Regions from separate parts of the Mus musculus genome. Here regions 1, 3 and 4 are each linked to region 2. Evidence: chromatin contacts called from public HiChIP or PLAC-seq and promoter capture Hi-C data. All regions are on one chromosome and are shown on one strand. Each heading gives the region's core, a stretch centred on a gene start, on an enhancer-like site or on the middle of the called end of the contact. The rest is flanking DNA. Distances are from core to core; before and after follow the strand shown.

The links. HiChIP or PLAC-seq counts read pairs in DNA pulled down with a chosen protein or histone mark. Capture Hi-C pulls out chosen DNA fragments and counts their contacts.
Region 1: a contact with region 2 is called in a promoter capture Hi-C map of adipose tissue. The contact joins the promoter of Mpp3 here to the promoter of Etv4 in region 2. A contact is called at or near these places in 2 of 484 Hi-C or Micro-C datasets (cortical neurons and embryonic stem cells), 2 of 115 datasets of contacts at active chromatin or transcription factors (embryonic stem cells and pancreatic cancer cells) and 1 of 9 other capture datasets (adipose tissue).
Region 3: a contact with region 2 is called in an RNA polymerase II HiChIP or PLAC-seq map of embryonic stem cells, with 22 read pairs. The contact joins the promoter of Sost here to the promoter of Etv4 in region 2. A contact is called at or near these places in 9 of 39 promoter capture datasets (3T3-L1-derived adipocytes, the HPC-7 cell line, cranial neural crest and 5 more), 2 of 15 datasets of contacts at CTCF or cohesin (the NIH/3T3 cell line and large pre-B cells), 1 of 484 Hi-C or Micro-C datasets (nephron progenitors), 21 of 115 datasets of contacts at active chromatin or transcription factors (the 230-238 cell line, bone marrow-derived macrophages, craniofacial prominence and 11 more) and 4 of 9 other capture datasets (adipose tissue, liver, macrophages and 1 more).
Region 4: a contact with region 2 is called in an H3K4me3 HiChIP or PLAC-seq map of bone marrow-derived macrophages, with 5 times the contacts expected there. The contact joins the enhancer-like site here to the promoter of Etv4 in region 2. A contact is called at or near these places in 21 of 39 promoter capture datasets (the 3T3-L1 cell line, 3T3-L1-derived adipocytes, the HPC-7 cell line and 11 more), 5 of 484 Hi-C or Micro-C datasets (bone marrow-derived macrophages, common lymphoid progenitors, embryonic fibroblasts and 2 more), 27 of 115 datasets of contacts at active chromatin or transcription factors (the 230-238 cell line, bone marrow-derived macrophages, craniofacial prominence and 14 more) and 3 of 9 other capture datasets (adipose tissue, liver and macrophages).

The regions. Positions count from the first base shown.
Region 1 is chr11:102,025,168-102,028,730 of GRCm38.p6, reverse strand. Mpp3 (membrane protein, palmitoylated 3 (MAGUK p55 subfamily member 3)) reads left to right here and starts at 1,776. Exons shown (of 19, transcript NM_007863.2): 1 at 1,776-1,864; 2 at 2,875-2,999; 3 at 3,232-3,350. The coding sequence starts at 2,975.
Region 2 is chr11:101,783,258-101,787,074 of GRCm38.p6, reverse strand. Etv4 (ets variant 4) reads left to right here and starts at 1,765. Exons shown (of 13, transcript NM_001316365.1): 1 at 1,765-1,967; 2 at 2,448-2,558; 3 at 2,752-2,845; 4 at 3,061-3,108. The coding sequence starts at 2,499. It overlaps Gm39392 (a long non-coding RNA gene), which reads right to left and starts at 1,754. Exons shown (of 3, transcript XR_880221.3): 1 at 1-1,754.
Region 3 is chr11:101,965,178-101,969,021 of GRCm38.p6, reverse strand. It overlaps Sost (sclerostin), which reads left to right and starts at 2,007. Exons shown (of 2, transcript NM_024449.6): 1 at 2,007-2,262. The coding sequence starts at 2,049.
Region 4 is chr11:101,917,984-101,921,928 of GRCm38.p6, reverse strand. No RefSeq gene overlaps it. Among named protein-coding and RNA genes, the nearest start is that of Gm33662, 18 kb to the left of the region's middle. Within about 2 kb of position 2,043, at least 28 of the 459 cell types and tissues checked have an H3K27ac peak or open chromatin away from gene starts, as enhancers often do. A contact at or near this core is called in bone marrow-derived macrophages, embryonic limb bud and trophoblast stem cells, where this site is marked.

The DNA of each region.
Region 1 (3,563 bases), core at 527-3,026, 240 kb before region 2:
CCCCACCACCACCACCACACACACACCATGTACAAAACCATTGTTTGAACACCCTCTGTTGTTGCTCTAGTAAAGAAAACATCATCTGGCTTTTCAAAATTTTCAAAGCTTAAGCACCACCAGAAAAAGCACGTCTGTGTCAGGTATGGTGGCACGTGCCTGTGATCCCAGAGGTCAGAAGGCAGAGGCAGGTGGATTCTGTGAGTTCCTGGCCAGCCTGGTCTACAGAGTAAGATCCTGTTTCAAGGCCAAAAATAAAAATAAAAACAAACAAAAAACCGTGCACTGGCTGCTTTTGTGTGCCAACTTGACACAAGCTAGAGTCAGCAGAGAGAAAGGAGCCTCCGCTGAGGAAATGCCTCCATGAGATCTTGCTGTAAGGATCTCAGTTAGTGATCAAGTGGGGAGGGCCCTGACCGTTGTGTGTGGTGGCATCCTTGGCCTGGTGGTCCTGGGTTCTACAAGAAAGCAGACTGAGAAAGCCACGGGAAACAAGCCAATAAGCAGCACCCCTCCATGGCCTCTGCATCATCTCCTGCCTCCAGGTTCTATCCCTGCTTGAGTTCCTGTCCTGACTTCCTCCTGTGATGGAAGTGTAAACCAGGTAAACCCTTCCCTCCCCAACTTGCCTTTTGGTCATGGTGTTTCAACGCAGCAGTAGAAAACCTAACCAAGACCATTTCTTAGTTTTTCTCTGCTCTAAATGGGGCCTGCTGTCTGTCTACCCATATCACGTCACTGGGGCCTGTCATAAATGTAGACTGATACTACTTGCCCCACAAGCCTCAGGTGACTCATAGACACAATTTGGAGCAGCTTGAGGGACGAAGGGAAATTTCTTGGTGACATTTGCTGCCCTCTTACAGCCTGCCTGTTCACTGCAAGCTGCAAAGACTGTCGACTGCCTACCTCTCTGGGACATGTGCCTCCTAACCGGCTTAGAATGCGCTGTTCTTTGATGCTGTTATTTGAAGGGAGGGGACACACCCACCAGACCACGTCTCATCCTCTAAGACCCCTACACCACACCACTGCTCACTCACACAGTGGTACCTTTCTACTGCTTCCTGCATACACATCAGTTTCTTTAACTGAAGCGAGGAAATAATTTTGGCTCTCTATCTGAGGCTAATAATCGGTAATCCTAGGAGTATATGGGGATAGAGGGAGCACAATAGAAACCAGCTATTTCGGAGCCACCGCACCTCCTCCCCCAGCCCCCGCCCCAGTAAAGCCTGGGACACTAGAGTCTTTTTTCTTTTCTTTTTTTTTTCTTTCTTTCTTTCTTTTTTCTTTTTTTTCTCTTATTCAGCCCTACCTCCTCCCACCCAGGCAGGCAGCATCCAGCTGCCTTCTTCCCAGGCGTACTTCTCCTCCCTCGCGCCTCCCCGTCCCCAGGGCAGCGTGCACCGATAAATCTTTCGCAGCACGTAGCATTGTTGCCACGGGTTGGCCGGGCTGCTGCCCGCTGCACACCCCTCTCCCGCCCCCCTCCCCCGCCCCCCGCCCCCTGCTCGGCTTGCTAATGACCCAGCACAGCCTCTCTTCCTCGTTTGGCTTTGAAGCTCCAGCCCCTGGCACAGTGCCTGGCACTTGCGGGGCTCTCAATCAATGTTTGCAAAATCGGATTCTCGGCGGAGCAGGTGTCCACCGGGAGCCGGGGGCGCTGGGCGGGGCCTGCGAGGGGGGCCTGCGGGGCCGCGCTCCACCCCTCCGGGCCCGCGCTGCGCCCCCGCCCGTGCGCGCTGCCCCGACCCCGCGCGCCGCGACAGGGAGGGGCCGGCGGAGGCGGAGCCAGTAGCAGCGGAGGCTGGTGGCTCCCGCGCGGCTCCGGGTCACCGATCCCAGATCCTGGCGCGACGAGGTAAGAAGCAGCGCGTGGCACACAAGGGACCTGGTGCGCGGCGGGGAGGGGAGGGGGAGCGGAGACCCGCCCCTCGGGTGCACCACTGCCTTGCGGCCCACCCTCCCCGGCGGGGCTCCGTTCCCAGCCCGCGGTCCCCTTCACTGCTCGGCGTCCGCGCATCCCGTGCGCCCCGCTCATTCCCGCCGCTCTGCATCCCATCTCCCCCCACCTCGGGGGTTTGCTCCCCCCCCCCCAGCTCCTCTGGGAAACCGGCTGGAGCCGGGAGTGTGTGTTTGTGTGGGGAAGTCGGGGGCAGTCGGGGGCCGCAGCTGGAAGCCGCCGAGGGGTGAGCCCGGCGTGGGGGCGGGGGTCGGGTACCATTCTTCTGCCTTCGATGTGACTGGTGCTCCACGCAGCGGGCTGGCTCCATGTCTGTCGAATGAATGAATCATGAGTCCTTGTCCCTCTCTGAAGGAGGACTTTTTTGAGGTCCACGTGCTACAGAGCACCTGGGGAGGGGAGCTCTTGAGATAGGGTACCTGCTTCCGGTAGAACAGAAACTCCGCTCTCACTTCTTCTGTCTTCAGACTGGAGGCTCTCTTTGGGTTGGGGGCTGGAGGTGGGGTCGGCGGTGGGAGCTCTTGCAGGCCTTAACCAGGTACTTGTTGAAGGGATATTGAGACTTGAGCAAGCACTCTTGGAAGGTACCAGCAATAGAGAGGACAGAGCTTGTGGTCGAGAGCATACCGCACAAGCAGGGGGACTTTAGGCCAAGGTCAGTCTGGAAGAAGTGATCTGAGTACCTATTCTGGTTCAAAAGTTATTTAGGGATGCCCAGTCTCTGTTTCCTAATCAGTAAAATGGGTGCATTGGTGTTCATCCTTTAAGGCTTTCTGCATAGTCAGAAAAGAGCAGCATCTTTAGTGTATTGGGGGCGCCCAAGAAGTCTTGCTCCCTGCCCAACCTCCTCCCCAAAAAGTGACTGTTTCTCCCCCCCACCCCCCATCTTATTTCTTCTGTCCTCACAGAGGTCATAAGCAGATCCTGGTGATGTGTGTTCATTACTGAGAGATTCCTCTCCCACCCACACAAACTGTAGGGACAGCTGGGGACCTGCTGGGCACAGGCATGCCAGTACTGTCTGAAGACTCGGGTGAGTGTCCTTAACCTGGGCTGCAGCTTCGGGGGGCCTCCCAGGATTGGAGAAAACCAAACCATAAGCAGGACCAGTGCTGTAGCAGCTGCCTCTGACCGATCTGTTGCCCGGCAGGCCTGAGCCTGCAGGGTGAACGGTGTCAAGGCAGGATGGGAGTGTTGTCTGCGAGACTTTTCAAGGACAGGAAGTGCCACTGTTACTGGACCTTGTTTCTCTGGCTCTTCCTCAGGTTTGCATGAGACCCTGGCACTGCTCACCTCTCAGCTCAGGCCTGACTCCAACCACAGGGAGGAGATGGGCTTCCTGAGAGATGTCTTCAGTGAGAAGAGCCTCAGTTATTTAATGAAGGTGAACCCCCGCTGGCTCAGCCACCCCCCACCCCCATCCCTAAGGGAGGCTCTTTCTGTGCCATCTCAGCCACTCCCCTGCCCCTGGAAGGTTTCTAACTCATTAGTCAGGGCTTTCCAAATATGCTGCTATGGAGGGGACCCAGCCTGTGGCCCTAGGTGTCACCACAACCCTGGGTGCTGTGTATGGTATTTAGGGTAAAAGCAGAAATCA
Region 2 (3,817 bases), core at 516-3,015:
AAATATTAACTAGCCAGGGCTCTCCAGAGAAGTGGAGGAACTCCGAGTCAGACAGGCAGCCCCGGACAGGCCTCAACTGGAGCACCCAGTGCTCACTCAGGGACCCACCTGAACCTTCATGGAGACCACATCAGAGATCTTTTCCTAGAACTGCCTGCCTTCCTCCCCCACTTCTCCTGGTCTAGGAACTCACACCCCTCCCTAAACTGGCTCCATCCGCCCCAAGCCGGGATTTGCTTGGGCTTGCCTGTCTTTCCTTGGGCAGGGTGCCTGCAAAACTCCATTACTTAGCTTTTTATTGTAGCTGTTCACCTGACAGGCATTTTGTGCAACTCTTGAGTGCGAGCGAGGCTCAAGGAAGGAGTCCTCCTCTGGGCCCCCGCAGAGATCCCCATAACTATATAGGGATTTCTCTAACAGGGAAGAGAATGAAAGATACCTCACCATATATATGGACTGACCCAGGCTCTCATGAAAAGGGGGGTCCCTAGAGGAGAGCGGCAGCAGGTTCAAACTTTAAAGAACAGTTTGGTAGGTAAAGGGGAGGAGTTTGTGTGGCAGAAAGAGCCCAGTTCAGGTGCCAGGGGGTTAAGGTTTTTGTCCCTTCTCTGACTCCTACAGGCTGGAAGAGATTGCATGCACCTTTTCTTTCTCAGAAGTACTGTTTGGTTAGACAGATGAACTTTGAAAGCAGCCCTGTGGGCCTGTGGGTCCTTGTGACGGCATCTAAAGCAACCCAGATCCCAAGGGAGGTAGTCTTTCTCACACTTGCTTGGCGCCCAGCACCATGTCTGACACAGCAGATATTTACTGAAGGCAGTGATGCTCGAATGACAAACACTAAGATCAACCTCTTGGACAAAATTGGAACCCATCCTGTCTTTTGATCACCAAGTCACTTGGGATTTCTGCTTCCTATCATAAGGAGTAAGATGGCAGCGAGAGAGACATCCTTGAGCCTCTTGTTGGCAAAGCCTCGAATGAATGATAAAGCGGGTCACAGAATAAGCAACTCTACAGATCACAGACCCGTGAGAAAGCCGGTTTGAGCCAGTTTACATTTACTGAGCACCAACTGTGCCTCCATTTGTTTTCAAGTAGCTCGGGGTCTCAGAGGGCTGCACAGAAGACCTTGGTGGCTTTGAAACGCTAATGCCCCTCAGTGACAAGCTGAGTTACCTCAGGTGAGGAGGCCATGGTGTCTTTCTTAGCTTTCTTCCATTTTCATTTGTAAAGTAAAATGGAAACCGCTCCGCAGCACCACGTTATGGGAAGGAAATTAGCACGTGGAGGCAGAGCGCTTCATAAATGCTAGTTATTATGGTTCCTCTGGGCGCACAAGTCCGTTTGCCTCCCCCTCCCCCCAGGGCACACAGACGTGTTCACACTCCCACGTAAGTATAGATGCACAGAGGCGTGAGCTAACGCCAGCGGAAGGAGCTCAGGGGTCCTTAGACCCAAAACCCAGGTTGGAACCCGTGGAGAAGCTGCCGGGTCTTCAGCTTCCGTCTTTTTTTCTCAATTCTTTATGAATGAACTAAAGCCGAAAGGAGTTTATTTTTTTATGAATGGAAGTCCAAAAAGTGAATGAAGCCAGGAGCCAGCCCCTACTTTCTGATTGGTCTTCGTGGCTGGGAAACTCCTCCCTCAAGCTCAGCTAGCCGAGTCTGAGGATTGGCGGGCGTGCCCGGCCCTGGGGTTTCATTCACAAAAGTCAATGAAACAAAGGGAACCGGTGGGGAGGGGCGGGGGAAGAGCGAGAACGGAGGCCAAGGCAAAGGAAATGCACCAATCAGCTGCTCCCCCGGGCTCACAACTGTCTGCTGCGCCCGGAAAACAAGCCGGGGCTCTGGGGACCCGGGGCTCAGGCCGCCTCGCTCCGGCCTAGCCCCGCCACCTTAGTTGTGTCATCCCCCGGGCATGCTGAGCATCCCCCCGCGGCTCCGGCACAGACGCCCGGACCTCAGGTGAAGCTGCGGAAGGGGAAGGAAGGGAGAGTGTCTGTGATTTCCCCGCTTCATCTCCCACACACCACACTCTCTCTGTTCGGCGCCCGCTTCCGCACATTCCGGGGCGGGGGTGGGAGGCGTCGGGATTCGAGGCTGGAGGGGGCGCCTGAGTTATGGGCGTGCGAATGGTGTGCGCCGCGCGCGCGCGCCCACATACACACACACACACTCACACACGCGCGCACACACACACGCACACACACGTCTTATGTAACCCAGTTCGGGCTGAGCAGGGCTGCAGAAAGCAGACACACCAACCCCAGCTCAAGGGAGCAGGTGGGACCTCCTTTGGCGGGAGAGGAGTGGCGGTGGAGGCGCTCGGCCGCGCAGGTCCCAGCGAGTCGGAGAAGTTTCGCTGTCCGATCCAAAGCCTCGCGATCGCCCCCTCCCCCCCGCAGCGCTCCCGGGACCGTGTGCGAACTGCCTCCCCCCTCCCAGGTCTCTGCCTCCGCGCGGGGGCCCGGCCCTGTGGCCGGAGGGAGCGGCCGGATGGAGCGGAGGATGAAAGGCGGATACTTGGACCAGCGAGTGCCCTACACCTTCTGCAGCGTGAGCGCCGCGCCGGCCTCCACGCCCGCCCCCGCCCCGCACCCCGCCCCTACTCGCCCCGCAGCCCCCTCCCGGGGGGTCTCAGTGGGTCCAGGACCGCCTGGCCCCTGAGCCACCCCGGGACCCCACCCCCAACCCCAAGCTAGACTCCTCAGGGTGATTCGGGGGCATTCTTCCCCCCTCCTTCCAGCAGAAATCTCCCGGAAATGGGAGCTTGGGCGAAGCGCTGATGGTCCCGCAGGGAAAGCTCATGGACCCGGGCTCCCTGCCGCCTTCCGACTCAGAAGGTAAAGAAACAGACAAACTGCGACCCCTCTGCTTAATCCACGTACATCCATCCCAAAGCCTTATCCTGGACTTCCCCAACCCACGTTTCCCCAAAAGTCAAACCACTCATTCTTCTCCGTCCCTTATCACCAGTGGGGAGGCTGTAACCCGGGCTCGCCAGGTCTCTTCCCCATATTATCGCCACCTCTTCACCAATCCAATATTCACCCATCAGATCTCTTCCAGGACCTCAGTCACTTCCAAGAGACGTGGCTCGCAGAAGGTGAGTAGTTTTGTTTCCTTCCTAAAATTAGAAGTGGGACATGGGGGGCGGGGGGTTCTTGTCTGTCTCAAGGAGTCCTTCAACCCCATCTCTCCAGTCCCTAACCATGTCACTCTCCCCGGTGCCCAGTGTGGACACATATCGATATTTATTTTCTCGCCCGGAGCCAGGCTTGTATAACTAGGCCTGGGGATGAATCAGACTATTGTGTGGGGTATTTGCTTATTTGAATGGATTTTGGCCCAAGGCCCGTTTTTTTTTTTTTTTTTTTTTCCTAGTTGAAAATTTCATTTGCAGAGTTTGTCTGGCAGGAGGCTCCTGGCCTAGGTGTAGTGTTGGGGTGTTGAGGTATTGAAAGAGAGCAATGAGAAACGGGAGGAATAAGGAGTAATTTATTACCTATCTTCTGGAGTTGCTGGAACCTTGCTTGGTTTTTTACTCTCTTCATTTCACTTCTTCCTAACTCCGAGGGCCAATTTACTGACCAAGCCAAAATAACAACAAAAGTTTCAATACTTCTTTTCTTGGCACTTTGGCAGAGAAGATTCAGGGCTGCCTCCCCAAATAGCCTTGATTATAATTCCAGTGGCAACTGGTCCTCCCTCCATCCCTCTTGAATACCTCCACCCCCAGGCAATGTTCCCCTTCCTGTATGCTGGAGGGTTGGTTGTAAGTCCTAGCCAGGATGGGGTCAGTGGCCCAGCCTGGG
Region 3 (3,844 bases), core at 758-3,257, 180 kb before region 2:
TCGCATCATTAAGGTGGCCAGCATAATCTCCCATCAGCAGGTGGTGCTGTGAGAACCATTATGGTGCTCACAGAATCCCGGGCCCAGGAGCTGCCCTCTCCCAAGTCTGGAGCAATAGGAAAGCTTTCTGGCCCAGACAGGGTTAACAGTCCACATTCCAGAGCAGGGGAAAAGGAGACTGGAGGTCACAGACAAAAGGGCCAGCTTCTAACAACTTCACAGCTCTGGTAGGAGAGATAGATCACCCCCAACAATGGCCACAGCTGGTTTTGTCTGCCCCGAAGGAAACTGACTTAGGAAGCAGGTATCAGAGTCCCCTTCCTGAGGGGACTTCTGTCTGCCTTGTAAAGCTGTCAGAGCAGCTGCATTGATGTGTGGGTGACAGAAGATGAAAAGGAGGACCCAGGCAGATCGCCACAGATGGACCGGCCACTTACAAGTCGAGGCAGGTGGCAGAGCCTTGCAGAAGCTCTGCAGGTGGACGACACTGATTCATTACCCAGTTAGCATACCACAGCGGGCTAGGCGGACCACAGCCTCCTTCCCAGTCTTCCTCCAGGGCTGGGGAGTCCTCCAACCTTCTGTCTCAGTGCAGCTTCCGCCAGCCCCTCCTCCTTTTGCACCTCAGGTGTGAACCCTCCCTCCTCTCCTTCTCCCTGTGGCATGGCCCTCCTGCTACTGCAGGCTGAGCATTGGATTTCTTTGTGCTTAGATAGACCTGAGATGGCTTTCTGATTTATATATATATATCCATCCCTTGGATCTTACATCTAGGACCCAGAGCTGTTTGTGATACCATAAGAGGCTGGGGAGATGATATGGTAAGAGTGCTTGCTGTACAAGCATGAAGACATGAGTTCGAATCCCCAGCAACCATGTGGAAAAATAACCTTCTAACCTCAGAGTTGAGGGGAAAGGCAGGTGGATTCTGGGGGCTTACTGGCCAGCTAGCCAGCCTAACCTAAATGTCTCAGTCAGAGATCCTGTCTCAGGGAATAACTTGGGAGAATGACTGAGAAAGACACCTCCTCAGGTCTCCCATGCACCCACACAGACACACGGGGGGGGGGGTAATGTAATAAGCTAAGAAATAATGAGGGAAATGATTTTTTGCTAAGAAATGAAATTCTGTGTTGGCCGCAAGAAGCCTGGCCAGGGAAGGAACTGCCTTTGGCACACCAGCCTATAAGTCACCATGAGTTCCCTGGCTAAGAATCACATGTAATGGAGCCCAGGTCCCTCTTGCCTGGTGGTTGCCTCTCCCACTGGTTTTGAAGAGAAATTCAAGAGAGATCTCCTTGGTCAGAATTGTAGGTGCTGAGCAATGTGGAGCTGGGGTCAATGGGATTCCTTTAAAGGCATCCTTCCCAGGGCTGGGTCATACTTCAATAGTAGGGTGCTTGCACAGCAAGCGTGAGACCCTAGGTTAGAGTCCCCAGAATCTGCCCCCAACCCCCCAAAAAGGCATCCTTCTGCCTCTGGGTGGGTGGGGGGAGCAAACACCTTTAACTAAGACCATTAGCTGGCAGGGGTAACAAATGACCTTGGCTAGAGGAATTTGGTCAAGCTGGATTCCGCCTTCTGTAGAAGCCCCACTTGTTTCCTTTGTTAAGCTGGCCCACAGTTTGTTTTGAGAATGCCTGAGGGGCCCAGGGAGCCAGACAATTAAAAGCCAAGCTCATTTTGATATCTGAAAACCACAGCCTGACTGCCCTGCCCGTGGGAGGTACTGGGAGAGCTGGCTGTGTCCCTGCCTCACCAACGCCCCCCCCCCCAACACACACTCCTCGGGTCACCTGGGAGGTGCCAGCAGCAATTTGGAAGTTTACTGAGCTTGAGAAGTCTTGGGAGGGCTGACGCTAAGCACACCCCTTCTCCACCCCCCCCACCCCACCCCCGTGAGGAGGAGGGTGAGGAAACATGGGACCAGCCCTGCTCCAGCCCGTCCTTATTGGCTGGCATGAGGCAGAGGGGGCTTTAAAAAGGCAACCGTATCTAGGCTGGACACTGGAGCCTGTGCTACCGAGTGCCCTCCTCCACCTGGCAGCATGCAGCCCTCACTAGCCCCGTGCCTCATCTGCCTACTTGTGCACGCTGCCTTCTGTGCTGTGGAGGGCCAGGGGTGGCAAGCCTTCAGGAATGATGCCACAGAGGTCATCCCAGGGCTTGGAGAGTACCCCGAGCCTCCTCCTGAGAACAACCAGACCATGAACCGGGCGGAGAATGGAGGCAGACCTCCCCACCATCCCTATGACGCCAAAGGTACGGGATGAAGAAGCACATTAGTGGGGGGGGGGGTCCTGGGAGGTGACTGGGGTGGTTTTAGCATCTTCTTCAGAGGTTTGTGTGGGTGGCTAGCCTCTGCTACATCAGGGCAGGGACACATTTGCCTGGAAGAATACTAGCACAGCATTAGAACCTGGAGGGCAGCATTGGGGGGCTGGTAGAGAGCACCCAAGGCAGGGTGGAGGCTGAGGTCAGCCGAAGCTGGCATTAACACGGGCATGGGCTTGTATGATGGTCCAGAGAATCTCCTCCTAAGGATGAGGACACAGGTCAGATCTAGCTGCTGACCAGTGGGGAAGTGATATGGTGAGGCTGGATGCCAGATGCCATCCATGGCTGTACTATATCCCACATGACCACCACATGAGGTAAAGAAGGCCCCAGCTTGAAGATGGAGAAACCGAGAGGCTCCTGAGATAAAGTCACCTGGGAGTAAGAAGAGCTGAGACTGGAAGCTGGTTTGATCCAGATGCAAGGCAACCCTAGATTGGGTTTGGGTGGGAACCTGAAGCCAGGAGGAATCCCTTTAGTTCCCCCTTGCCCAGGGTCTGCTCAATGAGCCCAGAGGGTTAGCATTAAAAGAACAGGGTTTGTAGGTGGCATGTGACATGAGGGGCAGCTGAGTGAAATGTCCCCTGTATGAGCACAGGTGGCACCACTTGCCCTGAGCTTGCACCCTGACCCCAGCTTTGCCTCATTCCTGAGGACAGCAGAAACTGTGGAGGCAGAGCCAGCACAGAGAGATGCCTGGGGTGGGGGTGGGGGTATCACGCACGGAACTAGCAGCAATGAATGGGGTGGGGTGGCAGCTGGAGGGACACTCCAGAGAAATGACCTTGCTGGTCACCATTTGTGTGGGAGGAGAGCTCATTTTCCAGCTTGCCACCACATGCTGTCCCTCCTGTCTCCTAGCCAGTAAGGGATGTGGAGGAAAGGGCCACCCCAAAGGAGCATGCAATGCAGTCACGTTTTTGCAGAGGAAGTGCTTGACCTAAGGGCACTATTCTTGGAAAGCCCCAAAACTAGTCCTTCCCTGGGCAAACAGGCCTCCCCCACATACCACCTCTGCAGGGGTGAGTAAATTAAGCCAGCCACAGAAGGGTGGCAAGGCCTACACCTCCCCCCTGTTGTGCCCCCCCCCCCCCCGTGAAGGTGCATCCTGGCCTCTGCCCCTCTGGCTTTGGTACTGGGATTTTTTTTTTCCTTTTATGTCATATTGATCCTGACACCATGGAACTTTTGGAGGTAGACAGGACCCACACATGGATTAGTTAAAAGCCTCCCATCCATCTAAGCTCATGGTAGGAGATAGAGCATGTCCAAGAGAGGAGGGCAGGCATCAGACCTAGAAGATATGGCTGGGCATCCAACCCAATCTCCTTCCCCGGAGAACAGACTCTAAGTCAGATCCAGCCACCCTTGAGTAACCAGCTCAAGGTACACAGAACAAGAGAGTCTGGTATACAGCAGGTGCTAAACAAATGCTTGTGGTAGCAAAAGCTATAGGTTTTGGGTCAGAACTCCGACCCAAGTCGCGAGTGAAGAGCGAAAGGCCCTC
Region 4 (3,945 bases), core at 794-3,293, 130 kb before region 2:
GGCCTGGAGGCAGCAAGAGGTGGCTCCTGATGTTCCCCGGACCGTAGATCCAGCTTGGCTCCCTGCTCCTGGAGCCTCATTCTCCCCCAGGCCACATGATACCACTTCTGGGCACAGCACTCGCCCAGTTTCTTACCAGGCCTCTCTAGGATGGCAGCATCCCAATGCTCTATAAATAGTCTCTCCTGAGCCCCAGACGGCCAGTTGGCAAACATTGTAATTTGCTGAAAAGTTTGGAATGTGTCTAAAAATGAAGACAACAAATGAGACCAGGCTCGGGGTGGGGGTGGCGGGGTGGGGCAGGGTGCAAGTGGCAGATCTGTTTCAGAGGACAGCTGAGGCTCCCTGTTTGGGCCAGAGTCCCCATGAGGGCACCCGTGCCAAGACGCCTCGATGAATGTGAACATGGGAGGTAAATATTATCCTCCCTTCACTGTGCTGTGGTTGCCTCCCATGCTGGCCTTTTCGCCGATGCTCTTGGCCAAAGCTGACAGCAACACACAGGGATCCTGGGAGCCAGAAGAACATCCCAAATAATGCCATTTAATTCCTTTTATTTACAAATGAGGGAGAGATGTCTCAAAACCCCAATAGCATCTAGAAACAGAACAGAGTGCTGAGTCGGCCCCATCCTGGCCAGCCAGCTTGGAGTGAAGTGTTAGAGCCCTGACTTCCTCTGCAGAGCTGCTCCCTGTGTGGTATCTCATCTCATGGCTCTCTCTGGTCCCCCTGAGGGCTGACGCTGGACTAGCTGCTCTTCTGATGTTCCAGCCTGACCCCATCTGGCTGCCTAGAGGCAAAGACCATGGCTCAGGGTAGACCTTTACCCTCACCCCCAGAGCCAGTGAAAGGCTCTCATTAGGACCTCTGAGGCCAGGCCAGCAGTAGGCTCTTCCTGCCCTCAGGGAGAGCTCACTGCAGTAAAAGCCATTTGTCCTTGTCTTCTAGAATTTTGATTTTCCCTTATACGGGAACAAAACCAAGACTAGAACATTGAACAGGAGAAGGGCTGAGACATAGTTTCAGCCAACAAATGCTTGCCTGGACGACATGGTAGATTCCTGGGGTTCACTGGCCAGTCAGCTGAGCCTAACTAGTGAGATCAGGTCCCAGTGAACACTCCCATCTCAAAATCAAGGCAGAGGCTGAGGGGATGGCTCAGTGCACAGAGGTGTTGTACTGGCCTGACTACCGAGTGTGGACTCAGAGGCCACTCCTGAAGCGGGGTGGGGAATGGAGGTATCTCAGGGTAAAGAAGAGAGACAAGACGGGAGACAAGGATGGACATCTGAAGTCCTCTGACCTCACACTTATATGCATGCTCTCACACACATTCAAATACACATACACACACAACAAACAAACAAACAAACAACCCAAGATTAACGGCTTCTGAGGAACAACACCTGAAGTTGACTTCTGGACGCCACACAAATGCTCACTCTCACACACAAACATTTGTGCACACACACACACACACACACACACACACACACACACACACACTGTGGAAGGGTGAGGGTCAGGGAACAGGAAATGAGGCTCTCATCCAGCAGTCTCTCCCTGTGTGTGTGACTTGGGCAAGCCACTTGCCCTTGCCCAGCCTCTGCTTGCCCTTGTGTAAAACTAAATAGTGACACAAGTTTGTAGCAAACATCTGTTATAGGCACGTTCTCTTTAACAACTGCATAAGCAAGACATTTTTATCCCACTTTAGACAAAGACATTGAGGCAGAGAGGTTAGAGAGCTTGTCCAAGATCATACCATTTTTTTTGTTTTGTTTTGTTTGTTTATTTGTTTTTAGTTTAAGACTTACAATGCCCAACCTTCTAAAGTCCCTTTCAGTGCTGATAATTCAGTGATTCCAGACACAGTAGTAACCAGTACTTTAGTACTGATTTAGTTGGTAGCTCCCAGCTTTGGGCTGCTGAAAGGCTTGGCGACAGAGAGCAACAAAGAGTGAGGGATAATCACATTGGTGTGAAGTCTATGCACGACACGGAGCCAGGATGCAAAATACTGGCTCTCTAGAACATTCCACTACCACAGAAGGCACATAGCCCTCTTTAGGGTTGCTTTGTGAGAACTATGGTTGACCATCGCCACCTGGCGGACACATGTGGAACTGCATGGTGGAATTAATTCTTAGGGAGGATGGAGAAATCTTGACTATAACTTGGATATAACTTGGATACTGTCTATATTGTGTGTCAGGCATTAGCACGTGCAGGTACCAGGCCTGACCCCCAGTACAGAGAATCAGGACCTCAAAGACATTGGAGGTCTGTGTTTTTAGACCCAAGCCACAGCCAGAGAACCCCACGGATAGAACAGAAGGGTACTGGAATTTTGCTCAGCGCTCCCTAGTACCACCCATCTAAACTACTAGGCCTTTCCAGACAGATGACAGAACACATTCTTCAGGAATTATTTATGAAAGAAATCTGGGTACCAACAACATGGTTCTTACTGCTGACCTGCATTCGATACCCAGGACTCTCGTGGAAAGAGAGATGTGGTGCCCACCAAGATGCATATGCACATGGTGAGAATTATTTGGTCTAAAATGGCAGTGCTGAGGAGGAGAGTCCTGCATTGAGGAGCGCCAAGGACTCCATTTTTAGGTGTCCAACCCAGTGAGAGACCAAAGCCCATTTGGAAGAGGGGGCAGTGTGGCAGGAAAGTGGGCTGAGATCCAAGTAGACAAGGGATACATCTCAGCGCCACCTAGGTCACACAAATTCTTTGGACTTTAGTTCCCAGCTCTGCAAAGTGGGATTCACACACTGCTTCCATTCATTCTCCTAATCCTGTCATTTCTCCCTGAGTCATCCTTTCTCCTGGTTCACCACACTGGTATCTGGTAGGTCTGGTTGTCATGCCATGGCCACCTCCTGGCCTCTCTCACTTTTGCTCCACAACTTCTGAGTAGCAACCACAACACAGTATCTGAGTTGTCCAGTGCCTTCCCCATTCTTGACCTTATCCACTCTTCCCAGTCTTCCAGAAACATCTATGAGCTCTGTGAACGAATGAGTCTGAGTGAGGCTTGGGCTCCAGTCCCAAGTAATCAGACAGGGACATCTGTGTCTGCCAGTGACCACCTCCCAGCTCACAGGGAGTGGTGCTACTAGGAGGTATGGTCTTGTTGGGGTAAGTGTGGCCTTGTTAGATGACATGTGTCACTGTAGGGACAGGCTCTGAGTTCTCTCTCCTATGCTCAAGCTCCAACCAGTGTGGAACTCAGTCCCCCATTTCTGCTGCCTTTGGATCAAGAGGTAGAACTCATGGCTCCTCTAGTACCACGTCTGCCTGCCCGCTGCCATGCTTCCTGTCATGGGGATAATGGACTGAACCTCTGAAACTGTAAGCCAGCCCCAGTTAAATGTGTTCCTTTATAAGAGTTATCTTGGTCATGGTGTCTCTTCACAGCAATGAAACCCTAACTAAGACAGAAAGCTACACCTCGAATCCAAATGCCTGCCTGAGTCTGGTGTCAGAGCCCACCTTCGCTTGGAATCAGCCCTCCTGTGGCCTCTCCCACATTCCCTACTTGCATTCTTTCATAACACTCCCAAACCCTGTTTCAGAGCTCATTCCCTTAACCTTGCCTTCCTCCTCTTCCAGGAAGCCTCTCTGGGCTTCTGTAGGTAGCCTCTCCCTGCCTCCCTTCCTGTCTTTATTCTTCACTCACCCCTCTCTGGGTAGGGATGGAGTAAGTCAGTGCTGCTATCTCTCCATGTAGCTCCATTGTGAGCAGAATGAGAGTGGTCAACTAGCCTCCTGCCTCCTGCCTCCTGCCTCCTGCCTCCTGCCTCCTGCCTCCTGCCTCCTGCCTCCTGCCTCCTGCCTCCTGCCTCCTGCCTCCTGCCTCCTGCCTCCTGCCTCCTGCCTCCTGCCTCCTGCCTCCTGCCTCCTGCCTCCTGCCTCCCTTGGCACTGAGT